2 separate regions of the Mus musculus genome follow, and region 1 is linked to region 2. The links are chromatin contacts, called in public HiChIP or PLAC-seq maps. All regions are on one chromosome and are shown on one strand. Each heading gives the region's core, a stretch centred on a gene start, on an enhancer-like site or on the middle of the called end of the contact. The rest is flanking DNA. Distances are from core to core; before and after follow the strand shown. Region 1 overlaps Abhd2 (abhydrolase domain containing 2). Region 2 has its middle 17 kb from the start of Gm31213.

What was found. HiChIP or PLAC-seq counts read pairs in DNA pulled down with a chosen protein or histone mark.
Region 1: a contact with region 2 is called in a FOXA1 HiChIP or PLAC-seq map of pancreatic cancer cells. The contact joins two enhancer-like sites. A contact is called at or near these places in 1 of 15 datasets of contacts at CTCF or cohesin (the NIH/3T3 cell line) and 1 of 115 datasets of contacts at active chromatin or transcription factors (pancreatic cancer cells).

What each region holds. Positions count from the first base shown.
Region 1 is chr7:79,323,113-79,326,473 of GRCm38.p6, forward strand. Abhd2 (abhydrolase domain containing 2) reads left to right here. Exons shown (of 11, transcript NM_018811.6): 4 at 357-532; 5 at 2,322-2,489. Among named protein-coding and RNA genes, the nearest start is that of Gm39041, 26 kb to the left of the region's middle. Within about 2 kb of position 1,354, at least 31 of the 459 cell types and tissues checked have an H3K27ac peak or open chromatin away from gene starts, as enhancers often do. A contact at or near this core is called in pancreatic cancer cells, where this site is marked.
Region 2 is chr7:78,970,255-78,973,535 of GRCm38.p6, forward strand. No RefSeq gene overlaps it. Among named protein-coding and RNA genes, the nearest start is that of Gm31213, 17 kb to the left of the region's middle. Within about 2 kb of position 1,332, at least 30 of the 459 cell types and tissues checked have an H3K27ac peak or open chromatin away from gene starts, as enhancers often do. A contact at or near this core is called in pancreatic cancer cells, where this site is marked.

The DNA of each region.
Region 1 (3,361 bases), core at 104-2,603, 350 kb after region 2:
ACGGGATGTATTCAAAGGGTATTATTTGCTTTCTTTTCCCCTTGATTATAGAAATAGCCCATGTTGAATTGCTTGATGCTCTAAATTTGAAACCACGGTTGGTTCCTAAAGCTAACTTGGCGTGGGAGGCATTAACGAACAGAGCATGGATATAATAAGGTGGTTAAAAATGTTCAGCTCAGTGGCGAAGTGCTCACTCAGTATGCACGAGACCCTACATCACAAAAGGAACCCATTGTGTTTATGGTTAGTGTGCAGAATAATGTGTGGAGAAAGGCCTTAAAAACTAGGGTACCTTTGTTCAATAAATGTGGAGGAAACTAACCACTCCTATTTTTCTTCCTCTCCTTTCTCAGATACATTCCACCACTGATCTGGGGGAAAAGCGGACATATCCAGACAGCCTTGTATGGGAAGATGGGGAGGGTGAGGTCACCACACCCTTACGGGCACCGCAAGTTCATCACCATGTCGGATGGTGCCACTTCTACCTTCGACCTCTTCGAGCCCCTGGCTGAGCACTGTGTTGGAGGTGAGCCACTTTAGGTCCTGGTGTTGAGCCACCCTTAGAGAGAGGAGCAGCCATCAGTGGGGAGCAGTGTGTGAAATGCCTGTGTCACCCACTGTCCCATTGTGTTCAGAGGCCAGGCCATCAGGTTTAACTCCAGCCTGTGCGTGTTAGTTCACATTAGCCACAGTCAGTAGAGAATTATGATCCCTCTTAAAGTACGGAAGCCTGTCTTAAAGGATGGCAGGAAGAGCTTGGAGCCCAGAGCCCCCCAGGACTCAGTAACATTTCCTACTGTTATCTCTCCAATCCTCCCCTCGCCCTGTGAGGTGGGCGATGCTATCTCCCTTGAACCGTGGGAAGCTGGGACTTGGAAAAGCAATCTAGGGTGGGTTTATTTGCTGGGCAGCAGGGCATAAAGGCTCTCGGGTGCCTGGTGTGTAAATCTCCTGGGACAAAAGGACACATTAAAGCCATACTTGCTTTTCATGAGTCAGTGACACCTCATCCAAGAAATGACTCCAGTTTCCGCTGCTGTGAGCGTTTGCCAGCTATACAGTAAACGGCGATGGCAAAGGCCTCATAATGAAGCCTTCAGAGGAAGTGCAGTTGGATGCCAGCATCTTTTTGAATGCAGTCCCTACCAGGAGAGAACATGGTTTTTTTTTTTATTCAAAGATACCTAGTTTATTATAGACGTGTAGTCATTATTTATGGGTAAATTGCAGCAGCAAACGTGCGCCAGCTCATTTATTTCAAGTAACTGGAATTGCTGAGTAGTTTTCCTCCCCATGCCCTCACGTGGCCACCTCCCTGTCATTCAGGTCTCAGATGTCACCTCCTCTGAGACTATGGTTCCTTTCTCTAGACCCGAGGTGCCTCCCTGCCTTAGTCCCTCATGGCACCTGCCAATCTAGCTACTTCTGGGGCTGTTTAGGGCCCTGCTGCTGTAGTGCAGGAGTCCCGGGGCCCAGGAGTCTGTGCTCCACACAAACAGTCACCAAAGGAATGAGTACATGACTAGGGATGGAGTTCCTGCTACGTTTGCAAGTACTGTCGTGGGTCCTTCATACATCTGTGCCCCCACCATAGTTAGTTAAATGCTTTCTTTCTCTTATTTCTAATAATTTGACTTGTAGCATTTAAGCATCCAATTTAAACTTGGTGTGATGGCTCACACCTGAAATCCAAACATTCAAGAGATGGACACTTGAGGATCAGCAATTCAAGGCCAGCGTGGGCTACATGAGACCCAGTCTGAAAACAAGAGTGATAACAACGGCAACCAAGTAGCGTAAAGTTTAGGTTGAGCAGTCAGTCGTTCTTGCTGGTACTCAGTATGGTACCAAAAGGACACAACCAGCTCTAAGTCTCTTATCCATGACTTCCCGTCAGCCCGGCTCCCTGCAGCGATCAGTGCTTGTGTCTGCACCCAAGGAATACTCTTAAGAGAGCTGCTTTATTTCGCTTATGCTTTACTTCCCTGCCCGGGGGAGGGGTACATCTTCCTTTTAGCAAACATAAACAGAAGCATTTCAAAATGAAAAATAGACCAGACTGAAAATGAAAAAGAACAGACCAGTCATGGCGGCGCACACCTTTCATTCCAGCACTAGGGAGGCAGTGGCAGGTAGATCTATGTGGAATCCAGCCAGGGCTTGCAAAGGGAGGCTCTCAAGAGAGAGAGAGAGGAAGAAAGAAGGGAAGGAAGGAGGGAGAGAGACTTGTCCAGAATCTCACTGTCTCAACACCTGTTAATGTCAGTGTTTATATATTAAATGGATGCATAAAGATCTCCTTCTCTACCCTGTAGATGACATCACCATGGTCATCTGTCCTGGAATTGCCAACCACAGCGAGAAGCAGTATATCCGAACCTTCGTTGACTATGCCCAGAAAAATGGCTACCGGTGCGCAGTGCTAAACCACCTGGGAGCCCTCCCCAACATTGAGCTGACCTCCCCACGAATGTTCACCTATGGTAAGCATGGGGTATGGCCAAATGGAGCCTCCCTCTCGCCCCTCACAGAGAGTGTGCAGCCCCTCCAGCCTGTTGCCTTGAGACTATAAGTGTAGAATTTCTGAACATCCACAAGAGACGATGGGGTGACACACTTGTTACAGTAGCTTACACTGCCATCCATGATGCAGTGCCTGAGCAGCTTTGGAGGTGGGCATCCATCTCAGTTCCTCGGGGCTTTAGGGGATGGCCTTGCTCATGGGCCTGGCTGGTCAGAGAGTGCTGCTGGATCCAGGGACACCATGTTCATAGCTGGACTTATGCCATTCACTATGCTATTCCAATACCTGTTCCTTCAAATTCTACCGGACAGGTAAAGATGTAGCAGGCTGTGTTAGTGTCAGTGGAAAGGCACCTGCACACCAGCAGCCTGCTGGGTTCTCAAGTTCCTTGAAGACAGGAATAGGCAGGCTGTCAACTTTACACGGATGCTTCTTAACTTTAAAGGAAACCCTGTTGCCCAAAGTTCTCACTTCTGAATTGTCTCTGTGTGTGTGTGTGTGTGTGTGTATGTGTGTGTGTGTGTGTGTGTGTGTGTGTGTGTGTGTGTGGTTTTGTTTTTGAGACAAGGTCTTACTTGGTAGCACAGGCAATTCTAGAACTTATGGTATCATCCAGGCTGGCATTGAACTTGCAGTGATCCTCCTGCCTCTGCCTCCTAAGTGCTGGGATTACAGGTGTATACCACCATGCCCAGCCCTGGACTGTTCACTCTTGTTTCCCATTGGCTCTCCCTTCTGATTATATATGCACACATAAATAATAAACACTTAAAGATGCATCTATGCGAGCAAACAAATTATAATATGTTGTAAGGGAAACAACTGAACATT
Region 2 (3,281 bases), core at 82-2,581:
CTAGATTAAGCTACTTTAACTGTGGGTGTCATTATCTCATGGGCTGGGGACCTCGAGGGAATAAAGTGAACAAAATGAGTGGAGTGTCAGATCCATCTCTCTGTTTCCTGACGGCAGACACAACTGGCCAGCAGTGGCTTTAGCTCCCTCAGGCTCCAGCATGCCTTCCCCATGTATGCTGGAACTGTGGGCCAAAATAACCCCTCAGCTCTTTTACGTTGCTTTTGTCAGGAGTTTTGGCACAGCAACAAGGAACAGATACAAGCAGAATCAAGCAGGGCAACCGATGGGGTGAGAGGTGTTGAGGTCAGATCACCTGAACACCCCTAGTCTTAAAATAAAAGACAGAGAAGAGGCTAGCAGCTGCTCAACTTAATTGAAAGTCTAGGGGATGGAGGTATTGTATGGGTGTGTATTCATGGTCTGGCTGTTGAGCCAACAAACAAAAGATCTGGCTTGGCCCGCACCCCCCCCCCCAAGACTCGTAAGCCTTGAGGGGTCATGGAGGTCTTGCTGTTGGCATCCAGCCTCCACTCTCCCTGATGCTTTAATGACCAGACTGTATTTCCCGAGTACCTTTGCTTGTACACCCTATGTATCAATAGTCTCAAACGTTTCCAAGATGGTTGTTTCCTCTCAGGAGTAAAGAGCATCATTTATTCTGTAAATGGGGAAAACTCAGGTTTGCTGAGACCAAGGTACTTGTCATGGTACACATCACATAGTCTCTGGAATTTAAGGATTCAGGATGGGACGGTTCCCGAAGGGTCCTGCAACACAGCCATCCATTTGATTTGTGACTGCACACTTAAATGGTCACTATACATCCCCTGCCAGGTACGTGCTATTTTCTAAAACCCACTGTCTGCCCTCAGCCACTGCCATGACTAACAAGCTCTTCTTTGTTGTGAGTCAAACTCTGACACTGGGTTCTGGGATGTGTCATACAGAACACTACATCTCCCTTCCAAAGATGTAGGAAAGGGGATTGGAAAGGTTCCCCCCTCCCCCCAGAGAGATGGCAGAGCTGCCCCATGGAGGCTCCTTCTCTCAGCCTTGCCTGGGGTCTGCCCAAAGATGTTAGAACAGCAAGCATCTGGTTTAGTCCTGGAAGGGAGCCACCATTTGCAGGGCCAGTGCCTCTGCTGCAGAAGCCAGCTGCTTGTCCAGCCAGGCCCGAGGACTTGCTGTAGCCCAGGGCTTTTCCCTCTAAAGCCAATATCTTCAGCAGGTTGCCATCCCTCAACTCTGTTCCCAAGCTGGTGAGGACTGAAGGGAACGACAAAATGTCCTTACTGTCCCCACTTGTGGTCCAATCTGCCAACATAGGCTCTCTTCCCAGGGCGAGCACCCCTGACTCACCAGTCCCACCTTGGGTAAATGTCCCCATGCTGGGAGATCATGGGCTGTGCTTTCTGAGAGTACATTTCCACGAGGCCCAGGTATGATTTCCCAAACAACAGTACGGGCAGGAACTTCATCACCCTTGCTCACGTGTGTCGATGAAGGGCATGGTGGCCGAGAGTGAGCTTGGAGAGGCTAGAAGGGCAGGGGGCAGGGTCCCTGAGCTGGGCTTCAGCTGGGACAAAGTCAGCATTGTCCACTTGCCCTTCCTGACTGTCCACGTGTGGGACCTGAGCTGCATTTGGCTGCACTCCTCCTCACTTCCCTCCCCAGGGATGGTCTGACCCCAGAAAAACAGTCCTGGCTTAAGCTGAGAGGGGGGATGGGAAAGGAGACCCTGCCTGTGCCCCACCCCCACCCCCGCCGTGTTCCCAGTCCCTCCTCCAGATGCCCAGCCTCTTAGTCGGCCTCAGCATCTGGAATCTTCCAGCCCTCCTGCCCCCTTGGCTAGTCATATTTGTCTTGGCCACCTTCACTCGGGCTTTTTAAAGACAGATTTTCCTTTCCCCTGCCTCCCCCAGCCATTGGCCTCCGCAGTCCAACACACAGAGTGAGGCTTGTTTGGGATGGGCCACAAAACCTTGTCCCAGGCAGCAGCCCACCATGTCTGACTCCACCGCTCCTGGGGCTCACAGGGAACAGCCAGGACAGGCAGATGGTGAGAGCCAGGACTAGAAGCGAGGTTAGGGGAGTCTGTTAAGCAGCGCAGATGGAGGGAGCAGCCTACAGCTACCGCATGCACCCTGAGACAAACATGAAGGAAAACAGCATGGAGTGTCTTGTCCCAAAAAGGAGCAGGGGAAGTCCAGGGAGAGGAACCTCGTAGGAGGACCTGCACCCAAGCCTGGCTTTGCTGTAGGATCTTGGTGTCTCCTAATCGCTAACACGGGGTGATAATAATATTTGGCTTGTTTCTTGTTAAGGAACTGGACATTTTGAGCTACTTTTCAGCTGAAAAAAAAATCTATGACTTCATAGTTGTTGTTTTTTTAAAAAACACCAATAAAAGGTTATTTGTGTGAAAACATAACATTGACTTACAGAGGTGTGCCAGGTTTGGGGTGGTAGTGGGGGAACAGAACACTCCCTGGGGATTTTTAGATCCAAAGTAAGGATCCATCTACTTTTAACTCACAGCGACTCTTCCTTGGGAAGGGGTGGCCTAATTACAGATTAAAGGTCCCCCTCCCAGAGCCCTTCAAGGAACACAAGGAAAGGGTAAAGGCAACCCATATGCCCCTAGCCTTGTGCTGGGACTCTGACCTCCATATAGTTCAGCATAGGTACCCCAGCCCCTGACCTTGCCTGGTCAGCTAGGTCATGGGCCAAGCTGGGTGGCCAGCCCTGCCCTCCTCTGCTCTGAGAGCAGTTCAAATTCACACTTTCCCAAGAACTCGGACTTGGGAAGCTTAGTGCTAAGGAGAGGTAGACGGCTCCCACAGCAGAGGAAGGGACCTGCCCCTCTACCTCAGGGCTCAGCTGCCCACTACACTCTGGGGACCACGAGAAAGGTTTCCTCCCAAGCACGTTCTACCCCACATCTCTGCTGGACCACAATGTTTCATCTCTCATTGAAGGTCTAGGAACTCAGCAATTTCTCCACATTGGTCTCTACTGCTGGCTGTGGCCTCTGATTGGCTACACAGACATCCCAGCTTTGGTCCCCACCGTCTGACTGGTGTTGACTCTGACTTGAACCACAACATCCCTGCTCCTTGCCCTTGCTGTTAGGATCCTGTATCCTCATCTCATTTTGCCCCTCTTCCATCACTTGATACACAACCATGACTCTGTGCTCATGATAGTTACAGTCTATTAAGTTGTCATGGAAACTGGATTAGTAAATATGGAACTGCCACTCCTAGCGGAAATATGTG